2 separate regions of the Mus musculus genome follow, and region 1 is linked to region 2. A link is a contact called in public promoter capture Hi-C data. All regions are on one chromosome and are shown on one strand. Each heading gives the region's core, a stretch centred on a gene start, on an enhancer-like site or on the middle of the called end of the contact. The rest is flanking DNA. Distances are from core to core; before and after follow the strand shown.

Region 1 (5,609 bases), core at 2,647-5,146, 38 kb before region 2:
AGTAAAATGGGACTAAATGTCTGTGGCATTTTGTTTTGTGACAGGATCTCTCTATGTAGGCAAACCTGTAACTCGCTGTATGAGTCAGGTTGACTTCGAACTTGTCGCAAGCCTCCTGCATCTGCCTCCTATGTGCTGGGATTATATGACTAAAATGTCTTCTGTGTGAGTGTAAAGCACAGTATGTGTGTGTGTGTGTGTGTGTGTGTGTGTGTGTGTGTGTGTGTGTAAGCCTGCTCTTTTAATAAAGAGCCCCCTCCCCGTTCTAAGACACCAAAGCTGCAGCAACAACATAAATGTAGATACAGGTGAACCTGGGGCAGCCATCCTGTCCAGCATCATGCGGCTAATAACTGGTGACACCAGCTTCAAACCCAATTAGTCCATCTGTAGCCTCTGTGCCCACGAACCTGCCATTAATAACCTGGGTGGGGCATGGGGAGGGTGTTCTGGGAAGAGGATGCTCCGGCAAGCCCACTTGACACAGAATCTCTGATGCCGCACGGGCAGCCTGGGAATGCTGTGGGAGGCCCCTCCAATAACTCCACTCAAGCTTAAGAACAGCTCGTTTGCTAAAGTAATTAAAAACATAACCTGTACTATTAAATCCCACCTCCATTTTTTAAAATGCTGCATGCTTCCCCAGTGCACGGAGTTGTATGCCTCCTCTAATCACCCATGACATGTCAGCACAGCCCCCAGCTCCCTCCTCGGATGCCACTCCTTGGAAATGATTGGGACTGGAGCTGACGGTTTGTTTTAAAGTCAAGACCGACATCTCTGATAATTATATACACACCCCCATTTGCCAGGAATTCACCGTGGGGATAAAAGACTGAGTGGTGAAGCTGCCACCTCTTGTTGACTGCAGATTGGGGTACGTGCCAAGGGCATGGTGAGAGTTCACTGCGAGCTGGCTTTCAGGGACGGCAGATGACAGTCGCTGTGGGGTCTGCAGTGGAGACGACACTCCATCACCACCCAGGCCGCTATGAAGATGCAGCTGGCATGCGTGCACTGCCTCTCCCTCACCCTGAGCCCTGCTTCCACAAACGAGATGTGTGCACACGGAGGAAGAGCCAACCACAGTGGAGTTGCAGAGAAACTGTTGCTATAGTTGAGCATCTACTTGGTCTCAACGACATGCAAACCTTCACGCCAGGCCTGAGGTCGTGTTTGGCTGCCATTTCTAGACAGAGACTCATGAACAGAGGATGGTAATGAACTGACCAAGGTAGATCTTCTGATCTGGTTTCAGAACTCCTACCATGAAGCTGAGTGTATGGCTCAGTTTATGGTCTAGCATATGGAAGCACGAGGGGTTTGATTCACCGGCCCCGTATAGGACTGATTATAGTGAGCAGCTGTGATCCCTGTGGTTCCTGTACCCGGGGACAGAGGCGGGAGGGTCAGAGGTTAACTTCTCAAAGATCCAGCGAACTGTCTCTTTCCCTCAACCGGGTTCTTTCCAGGCTACCCCAAACCTAAGTCAACAGAGAAAAAGAAAGGCATTTGGGCTGCCGGTAAATTCATCCACCAAATATCTGAGGGGTCCAAGCAACATTGGGGCTTACAGTGCTCTGTATGTCTTTGGTAGCAACCTAGCATGTCCTGATGTTTAAATCTACTTTCTAGTTTTCTCCAACAGGCAGAGAAAGTTTCAAGACACCAAAGACTTTTGAGGGACTCACAAATCTGCTACTCAGTTGCTTCTGTGAGAAAAGCAGCAGGACCTGTACCATCCAGCTCAGCCCAGGTGACCCGTGGGGCACGTCCTCAGTGTCTCGAGGGAGCACCTACGCGTGACACCCTCTCTCCTACACAAACATCCCTGATGATAAAATCGATTCACAAATGAGCTGCACTGGCAGATTGTCGACCATACTGAGATTTAAGAGGTGTGTAGAGGGGAGAGGAGGTGGCCTGCCCTCCTCCCACACACAGCAGGGACACAGGGCAGCCACAATGGTGCAAGCACCACCCATGGGCACAGGGATGGTGACAATATGCCAAGCAAAAGGGAGGGCAGAGCACAGTTCACCTCACCACCCAGATGGCTTGCGGCTTAAGATATATGATTTATTTATTTCTAGAGTTTTCCATTTGATATTATTAGCTACTCACAGCCAACAACAAGTAACCAAAATGAGGGAAAGCCAAGCCACAAGGGAAAAGAAACACAGAGGAAAAGAACTGCCCTTCAAAGAGGACGCTGGATATAGAGAGGAGTTAATGGCTTTGGGGGCAGAGGCAGAGCTTCCCTTTTCATGGGGGGTCATCACCCCTTTTCTTCTTTAAGGCCGACAATTAATTAGATAAGGCTCAGCAGCCATGCTATGGGTGACCTGCTTTTCTCAGGTGCTGATGTGGAAATAATGCATTCACAGCAGCATCTAAACGCACGTGCGCTGGAGCCCGGCCACAGCAGAAAAAAAAAAAAAAAAAAAAAAAAAAGAACAATCATAGGATAAAAGCCAGTCGATGCTTTCTGATTCAGAAAGTGAGTGAGCATATTGATAAATTAGTGAACAAATGGATGGATGGTGAATGGATGGGTTGTGGATAGGTGGGTGGTGGATGGATGGACAGATGGACAGACAGATGGGTGACAGATGAATGGAGGATGGATGGGTTGTGGGTGGTTGGATGGTGGGTGGGTATATGAATAGATGGGTACATGGACAGATGGATGAATAGGTGGATGGGTAGATGGGTGGATGAGTGGATGAATGTATGTATGAATGGACAGATGAATGGGTGCATGGATAGGTGATGAATGAATGGATGAATGGGATGGATGGAAGGATGAATGGATGGAGGGATGGGTAGATGGGTAGATGGGTGGGTGGGTGGATGGGGTAGACAGATGGATGGATGATGGATGGATGGGTGAATGGATAGACAGATGGATAGACAGACAAATAGATGGATGGATGGATGGATGGATGGATGGATGATTAGATGATGGAGGACTGATGGATAGACTAAAACTCCTAAGTGACATTCTAGAGAAAATTCTAGGATGTGAAGTGATAGGAGGGAAAGTGTCCCAAGGGGCAGTGACTGGTTTGTCAACAGTGCATCCTGCAGAAGAGAGGTTACCTGCACAACACTGGAAAACACACCAGATAAGCAGAGGAAATGAGAATGGCCTCACTTTGACAATAAGGAGGAAGCCAAGATGGGTATGGAAAATGAGCAGGAGTCCCCCGGTTTCTGGAAGAATGAGAGAATTCTTCCAGGGAGGGTGGAAGAGATGCCTGGACCCTACCCTCTTCCTATTTTACAAGCAAGGCAATGCAGGCGAGGCAACATAAAATGAGAATGGGAGTCACTCACCCAGGGCTACCCATCAGTCGTTACACAATAAGCTCAGTGGGACCCCTATGTTTCCTTACACCCTGAGGAGGGGTGGCTGAATTTCCCAAAACAGGGGGTAATTTAATCCCTGGAGGGGCATCCAGTGATTTTAAAGATAAGTTTGTTCATAAGCAGAGTAGACCAAATAGAATCTTCTCAGGAGATTCCAAGAACAAGGTTGCGTTCCCTTCTATGCCCAGGCCAGGCCATCACAGAATGATGGTAGGCAAGCTGTCAATCTCACTGAGCTCCATCTGCAGCTGAAACAGTGCAGGGTGCAAGGTGCAGGATGCAGGATGCAGCATGCAGGATGCAGGAAGGATGTAGAATGCACTTTGCCTTAAACACAGCAAGCAGAGAGTCACAGATTGGTTTCAGGCCAGGAAGGGATGGGTTCTTTCTGCCCTTAACCAGCTGCGTGACTCTAGCCACCGAGACTCCCCTTCTCTGAACCTCAGTTTCCAGTCTATAAAATGGAGACTGCAATGCCCCCTCTGTGAACAGCCGAGAGAGAGAGCTTAGCTGGGTTGCCATAGTGATGCCAGGAACAAGCAAGCTTCCACATCACACAGAGACTATGTTACAGCACGGGCCACAGGGCCCCACCCTCAGCTTCAGATTCTGTAGCTCTGTGGCCAGGTGGGACCTGAGAATCGGCATGATTTAACTTGCATCTCATCCAGGTGTTAGGTTAACCCAAAGGCCATACTCCCCAAACCACTGAGTGAATTCCTATGGAAGATGGGACAGTGTCCATCAAAGAGTAGGAACTCAATAAATATCCAGATCCTTCCTATTAGCTTCGCCACCATCAGCATCAGCATCACCAACATCAGCATCACCATCAGCATTGCTCCTAAAGACCCCTTGAGCTGAGATCTTGCTACGGAGGATCTCTCATGTTGCTCCCCACAGAGGTAACAGGAGCCAGGAAGGCTAAGGAAGATTCTAGAAGAAGATGCTAAAGGGTGTGCTTACAGAGGCTCTTCTGGAGCCAGCAGTGAGCAGGGAGAGCCAGGAGTGTTCTTCTCTTAGAGTTTCTATAGCTGTGATGAACACCATGACCAAAGGCAACAGCAACACCAGGAGGAAGGGGTCAATTTGGCTCACACTTCCATATTGATCTCTCCGCCTAAGGAAGTCAGGACAGGAACTCATACAGGACAGGAACCTGGAGGCAGGAGCTGATGCAGAGGCCATGGAGGGTGCTGCTTACTGGCTTGCTCCCCATGGCTTGCTCAGCCTGCTTTCTTACAGAACCCAGGACCACCAGCCCAGGGATGGCCCCGCCCAAGTGGGCTACCCCCGCCCACAATGGGCGGGGCCTTCCCCCATCAATCACTAATGAAGAAAATCCCACAGGCTTGCCCACGGGCCAATCTGGTAGGGGTATTTTCTTCATTGTGGTCTCCTCCTCTCAAATGACTCTAGTTTATGTCAAGTTGACAAAAAAAAAAAAACCCGAGGGAAGGGGAGGGGAGGGGAGGGGAGGGGAGGGGAGGGGAGGGGAGGGGAGGGGAGGGGAGGGGAGGGGAGGGGAGGGGAGGGGAGGGGAGGGGAGGGGAGGGGAGGGGAGAGGAGGAGAAAGAAATAATGAACGGCAGTTTGGCTATCAGTCTAGGACTGAAGCCCACAGAACGGTGCCCCTCACACTTAACGTGGGTCTCTCTTCTTAGGTTTAACCTCTCTGGAAAACATCACAGGCACAGCCAGAGGTGTGTCTCCTAGGTGACTCTAAATCCAGTCAAGTCAATCCAGACTTGCTCTCCCCACCTCCTGAAGTACTGGAGATAAAATCATGGGACACCTAATGTCCCTGTCACAGAGTCCCGACCAACTGCAGTTAATGCTGCTCTCTGTGTCTCATGACCTGGGCTCTGTTTTCTCCTGAGTTGGTTTATCTGCCCGCGTCTCCTCCCTGGGGCCCCGCCTCTCTGGAATAGGCAGATTTGGACTGTTACCTCCCAGATCCAATAACTTACCTCTGCTCTCTGCCGACAAGGTAAATATAATTAAAAAGCGATTATGATCTGCGGCTGCAGTCATAGCAGCACCAGACATAATTACACAGCAAGTGTGGGTCTCCAGGCACCCAGCCTCTCTACGTGACATTTACCATCTTCCCCGCACCCAGCACAGGGCTGGCATCTGAACCTTTGGCAGTGGAGTCTGAGCTGTGACAAGGACACAGGAGCTCTGGGCAAGCCAGGCCCAATTTTTGATGTTTCCCCTGAATTTGAACCAATTTC
Region 2 (5,482 bases), core at 481-2,980:
ACCATGTACTTTTGTTCCAGCTCTGACCCCAGCTGGCTCTTTCTGGTGACTCATCTGCCCGATGCTCTCAACACCTACCCTTACTAATCGATGACTGCAGTGATGGACTTCCAGCAGTGTGCTGGAAGTGGGGAGGCCACCAACAGCCAGGAGGAGCCACCAAGTCTCACCCCAGAGGTAGCCATCTTGGTTGAGGGGAAGAATCATGTTTGGGTGATTTGATTTTCAACTCAGGCCTGGTCTTGAATTCATCCATCTTATCACTTCCTGGCTGAGTGGCTTTGGTGAGGTTGACCCTCTGAGGGCATCCAGGGGAGATATCGATCACTTCTACCACTGCCGATCATTATGACTTTAAAACAGAGACCACACCAGAGTCCGGTGAGCCATGGGTGTTTACAAGCCTTTCTATCCTCATCTCCAAGGAGGAAGCCGGCACTTGTGTCTCTCCTCCATGTTTCTGTATTCCTGCTTTATGCTTCTATTCCTCAGGGGTTACTGGATGGCCTGCTGCTAGCCCTCTAGAGGAGGACCCAGGTCTTCTGCATGTCCTTCTCAAATCCCCACTTCCTGAGACCTGATATGAACTGGGGGTCTCTCCATCACCTGATAATCTGAGCTTCAAGCAAAGAGCATCCCAAGAGTAAATGAGTGACAGGGGCATTTGGAACCAGGACCAGAATAGTCCTCCTTCGCTCCTCCCACCTCCAATGCTCCCCTCCCCTACGTTGTTTTCAGAGATTCCCAGTCTCTCCACTCTGCTAAAGACATCCCCCCCCCCACCCCCAATTGCTACAACCTTCTTTCCATCTGCTCCCTGCTTGAGCGGAGTGGCAAGGTGGAGTGGGGGAGGGGAGGGCTTCTAACTTGGGGTGAGGGGCCTGGGAAGCCAGCTGGGGCTGTGAGACTCAGCAGAACAAGGAGAGCTGTCTCCCTTGGTGTGAGGTATCTTCCAGTTGGCCCTTGGCCAATGCCTGGCTATAAGTGGCTTCTTGTCTTCCTCACCCACTGCGCCCCGTCTCCTCTGTTTGTGGAAGAAAGACACGCTGCTAGAGAATCTCAACTGGACAGAGGCCGCCAGAGGATGGGCCTGGAACCAAAGCTTCCACTGGCGGGGGAGGGAAACGGGGCTTCGGCTCTGGAAGCCTGGCGGATCTGCAGAGCGCTGTTGAGAGTGCTAATGTAGCTGAAATCATAACATGGACCCAGGAGTCTGTGGCTGGGCGTTTCCAGGGTGAAGAACCACTTGGTATCAGACAGAGGATCCTGTGGTCCTGTGCATTGGTCCAACAATGTCCCTGGATGCAGTCGGTGTGGCTTCCTAGGTCACTGGGACTCTCTGTGGAAGCACCAATGCATTTGGCGGATAGGGGAGGGAAAGGTGGATGCGGGTGGGGACCTCAGGGGCCAGAGAGGGCTGTATAGTGGGGATACAGGTCAGGCTGTTCGCCGACTGGGTTCGCAAGGACACATCGGGCGCTCTTCCGCCTCGTCTGACCGTCCCAGCATCCGCAAAAAGAGTAGGGACCCTGAGCCCACCCGGGACCGGGCGATATCACTAACTTCTCAGGGCCTAAGGGCCAGGCTGCCCCCGGAACGGCCCTCGGCCGCCTCCTCGCGCTCACTTCCCTCGCTCGCTCGCTGGTTCGCTCTCTCTCTCTCTCCTGCTCCCTCTCTCGCTCGGGCACCAGCCCCCGCCCTCCGCTCGCTCGCCGCCCGCGGCTCCTCCTCACTCGTCCGTCGCCCGCGCCCGGTGCAGCTCGGCCAGAGCCACGGCGAGCTGCGCGTCCGCCAGGAGCCGCTGCCCTGATCCTACTGCCCAGATCCCTCTGCCTGGATCCCATTGCCTGAACCCCGCTGCACCAATCCCTCTGTCTGTCTGGACCTCGGTCTGGGATCCGGCTGCTTGGAGCCTTCTGTCCATCTCTCTCTCTCTCCCTGGATAGCACTGCCTGATTCCGGCTGCTCGAATCCTTCTGCCCGGACTCCACCGCACGGATCCCTCTGCCTGGACCGACCACACGGATCTCTCTGCGCCGACCCCAGCTCCGTAGCTACGATGCCCGTGGCACGGCCACAAGCCGCGGGACCCGACAGGATCTCTCTGTTCCTTGTCGCCTTCCTTCTGGGGAGCCCCGCGGCAGCTCAGGCGGAAGGTAAGCACCCCGAGGGCCCCGGCCCAAAGAGGGTAAAGTTGTTGCGGCTGACCCGAGCAGTCGGGGGTCTCGACTGGTCTGGGAACACACGCGCCACCCGCGGGACCGCCCGGATACCGGGCTGGGCACCTCGTCCCTGCCGGAGCGCGGAGGCGGGGACGCATCTGAAGGACTCTCGCCTTAGGCTGCGGGTCCTTCGTCGGTCTCTGGGCTCCCGTTTGCAGTCTGGAGACGCTTCCGGGAGAAGCTCTTGGGAGTGGGGTCCTCTCCAAACCTTCAGATTCTGGAAGCTCTCTGCAACTGCACCCGGGGCTGGCTGCCAGGTTATTCTGCCAGGCTCTGTGGAAGAGGATAGGTATAGGAAGCGGACAGCTGACTGCCTGTCTCCAGAACCAGACTCCCTCCCATCCCACCATCCCACGCTGTCTCGGACTATCCGGAGGGGCTGTCTCCTGGATAGGTCCCAGCCAGGTGTCAGGAAATTGGACTTGGGTGTGGCTTCTTCGGATGGAGGAGAGCTCAAGGCTCCCAGAACTTGGTGAGAAGAGAGATATTAGAACCCCAGGGGCTTGGCCCCCTTTATCCCTCTACAGCTTCATCGATATTAGGAGTGAAGAGAGGGTGCTGGTGAAACCCACGTGCTTGCTGCTTAGGAAGGGAAGGGGGTCTGAGTTTATGGAGATTGTCGAGATTGTCGGTTCCTTCACCTGCCTGGAGTCACACCTTTGCTCCACCCTGCTAGGGTCCCAGGAAGTTACAGTGAGATGCTGAGGTGAAGAGAAGAGGGAGGCAAATAACTCACCCAAAGCTGATCCCACCCCCAGCCACCAGAGCTAAAGACACCAGGAGAGCCCACGGTGTCAGCTATTGGGGTTGGATCACTTAACCTCTCATTCTCTTGGCAAGGTGTGACTCTTGTTTCCTCCCGTGGTAACTTACAAAACAAAGCTTGGAGCCTGCCTGAGCTGACCACAGCATGGAGCGCTTACCCCACTCCCCAGCACCCCCGTCCATCTGGAGTTCTGTATAATTGAGGTTTTCTTGATGATCTGGAGTTCTGAGGACAGAGAAGCATTGCCGCTTCGCCGCGGGGAATTCTGGGCCCCTGAGTTCAGCACCAGAGGCCCCGGACAGCTCTCAGCTCCAGGCCCTAGCTCTGGGTCCCATCACTTCGTTGTGGCCTGGAGTACCCTCAGCATACATCAGACATTATATCCCCAATCTCTTGGACCCAGAAATGGGAGCGATGGGCATGATTTGCCTCCTCTATTTAACAAAACATGTCATTGAGAACACCCCCTCCCCTTGTGAGACAGTGGTATTTCCAATTTACACCAGGTCTGGGCAGTTTCCCTAGGAAAGATGGGAAAAGAGATTTGGTTTAAATCAATGGTCTCTACCCAGCGTGCCTTTTCTTAATTAGCTGTCTCTTTCCAACAATAACGTGGTGGCCTTGAACTGAATCCAGATTGCCCTGCCCCAGCTCTTAAATCTGTGTGTGTGTGTGTGTGTGTGTGTGTGTGTGTGTGCCTGCCACTCCACAAGCAGAACTCAAAGATGCCCAGAGGCTCACCATCTTTTCTAAAGTGGCCCTACCTCTGAGTTTGACATTCTCTAAGGCACCACCCTTGGCATGGGGTGGGGTCTTAATGGCATATAGGAAAATGTCACCCAAGATCAGGATCCTGTATCCTGATTCCTCAGTGTGTGCCAGAGTGTAGGAGGGAAGGCAGGATGTGTGCATTTGTGATGTCAATTTTTAGACATTTTATATTTTGCAACTGCTCCACACCACGCGGCTAGTGAGCATATATTTTTAATTAACTTCAGGTCACTGCCAAATTAAAGTCCACGATACACTTCATCCAAAGGCTCGTTACTAACCATGGGGTTCTGACTGAGTCATAAGAAGGGAGCCAGGGTGGCCCATGGGCACTGCCAGTTCTCATGGTCCATTTGGAAACAATTGATCTTCCGCAATAAATTCTATTTTTAACCGGCAGCTCTTATCCACAAACCAGAGAGGAGAGGCATCAGAGGAGCCCAGTGTTGCAGACTTGTCTTCCTGCATGCAGTGTGAGGGGTGGGAACTTGTTGCAGGCTGTGCATTCTCTGGGCCGTTTTGATGGGAATAAAGTGTAGCTTGTCTTTTTTAAGAGGACCCCTATTGCCTAAGACATGCATGGGAGAGCAATGCACGCACACGCCGAGACTGCAAAGCCTGCCGTTCCTTTTCTTTTCCCCTTGGATTAACAAAGCAAATCCAGTATCTCTCAGTAAGACTCTAATTTGTTGCCTCCCCTAGCCTCTGACATGTGGTGAGATGTATCGTTGTTACGTCGGCCTTAAGTGTGCTTTTCTATGTGCCGTTCTGTTTCAAAGAGTTTTGGCTGCCCCCACCAGGGACTACCCGAGACAAACTTAAAAGATTCTTCTTTTATTCACACAGTTCTGCTGGTCATTAGGAAACCATATCGACTTCCTTTCTTTCTTCTTTCAAGGCATAAAAAAGGATGTTTCCCGAACAATTTGGTTTGTGACTTTTGGTTAGGAGTCCGTTCCTGCAAGCCATTCAAAGGAGCGCAATACACAAGGCTCTCCTGTGTGCCAGTTGATGGCTGCGTGGCAGGCCCATACTGCATGCCTCCACGAGGGGCGCTCAAAGCTGCAGCTGGGCAGGAAGGAGGCAGACACGTGTATGTCCTGTTGAAAGCTAGGATGGTTCTCAGCCTGGTGGTCTGTGCACCTGGCTTCACTCCCTGCCACTGGAGGTATCTGGTCCTTATGTCACAGGGAGAGATTACTGTCAGCTTTTGGCACACAGTGAAAAGGGGGGACACAGAGATGAGAAGTTTGCAGAGAATGCTTACTCGCAAGGTGTCATTACAACTCAGACCCTCATCTAGCCCTTTTCTGCCAGTGTTTGGACTCCCTTATAGTGGCAATTGCAAAACGAGGGCGGAGGCAAGGCTGCTCTGGTGAGTGGTCGGATTGAATATGAGAAGGAAATTAGCAAGGTTCAGGAAAACGGTTTGGAAATCAGAGTTGCCTCAACCCAAAAGCTCAGTCCATTCATTGATTAGGTGCACTTAACCTTCAGAGAGACCTTCTTGTCTGGTACTCCATTCTGCCATCTGTAGGACGTAAATAGAATGGAGGGCTGATGGGACCAACCTAGAAGTGTGGTTATAGGATTCTGTAACTCGTGTAAAGAGAAACCGGCATATGTTCGCACACATGCAGTGGTTTCCTGTTCCCCTAAGAACAAACTTCCTCTGTGAACAGGTACCAAGAAAGTAGCCTCCCAAAATTGGGCAAAGCAGATG

The links. Promoter capture Hi-C pulls out the DNA fragments that hold promoters and counts their contacts.
Region 1: a promoter capture Hi-C map of hippocampal neurons shows a contact between it and region 2, with 2.9 times the contacts expected there. The contact joins the enhancer-like site here to the promoter of Sez6l in region 2. A contact is called at or near these places in 2 of 39 promoter capture datasets (epiblast stem cells and hippocampal neurons), 3 of 484 Hi-C or Micro-C datasets (forebrain, nephron progenitors and uterus), 5 of 115 datasets of contacts at active chromatin or transcription factors (a beta-TC-6 cell line, embryonic forebrain, embryonic stem cells and 1 more) and 1 of 9 other capture datasets (adipose tissue).

The regions. Positions count from the first base shown.
Region 1 is chr5:112,613,143-112,618,751 of GRCm38.p6, reverse strand. No RefSeq gene overlaps it. Among named protein-coding and RNA genes, the nearest start is that of 1700034G24Rik, 26 kb to the right of the region's middle. Within about 2 kb of position 3,896, at least 4 of the 459 cell types and tissues checked have an H3K27ac peak or open chromatin away from gene starts, as enhancers often do. A contact at or near this core is called in hippocampal neurons, where this site is marked.
Region 2 is chr5:112,573,446-112,578,927 of GRCm38.p6, reverse strand. Sez6l (seizure related 6 homolog like) reads left to right here and starts at 1,730. Exons shown (of 17, transcript NM_001253916.1): 1 at 1,730-2,156. The coding sequence starts at 2,060.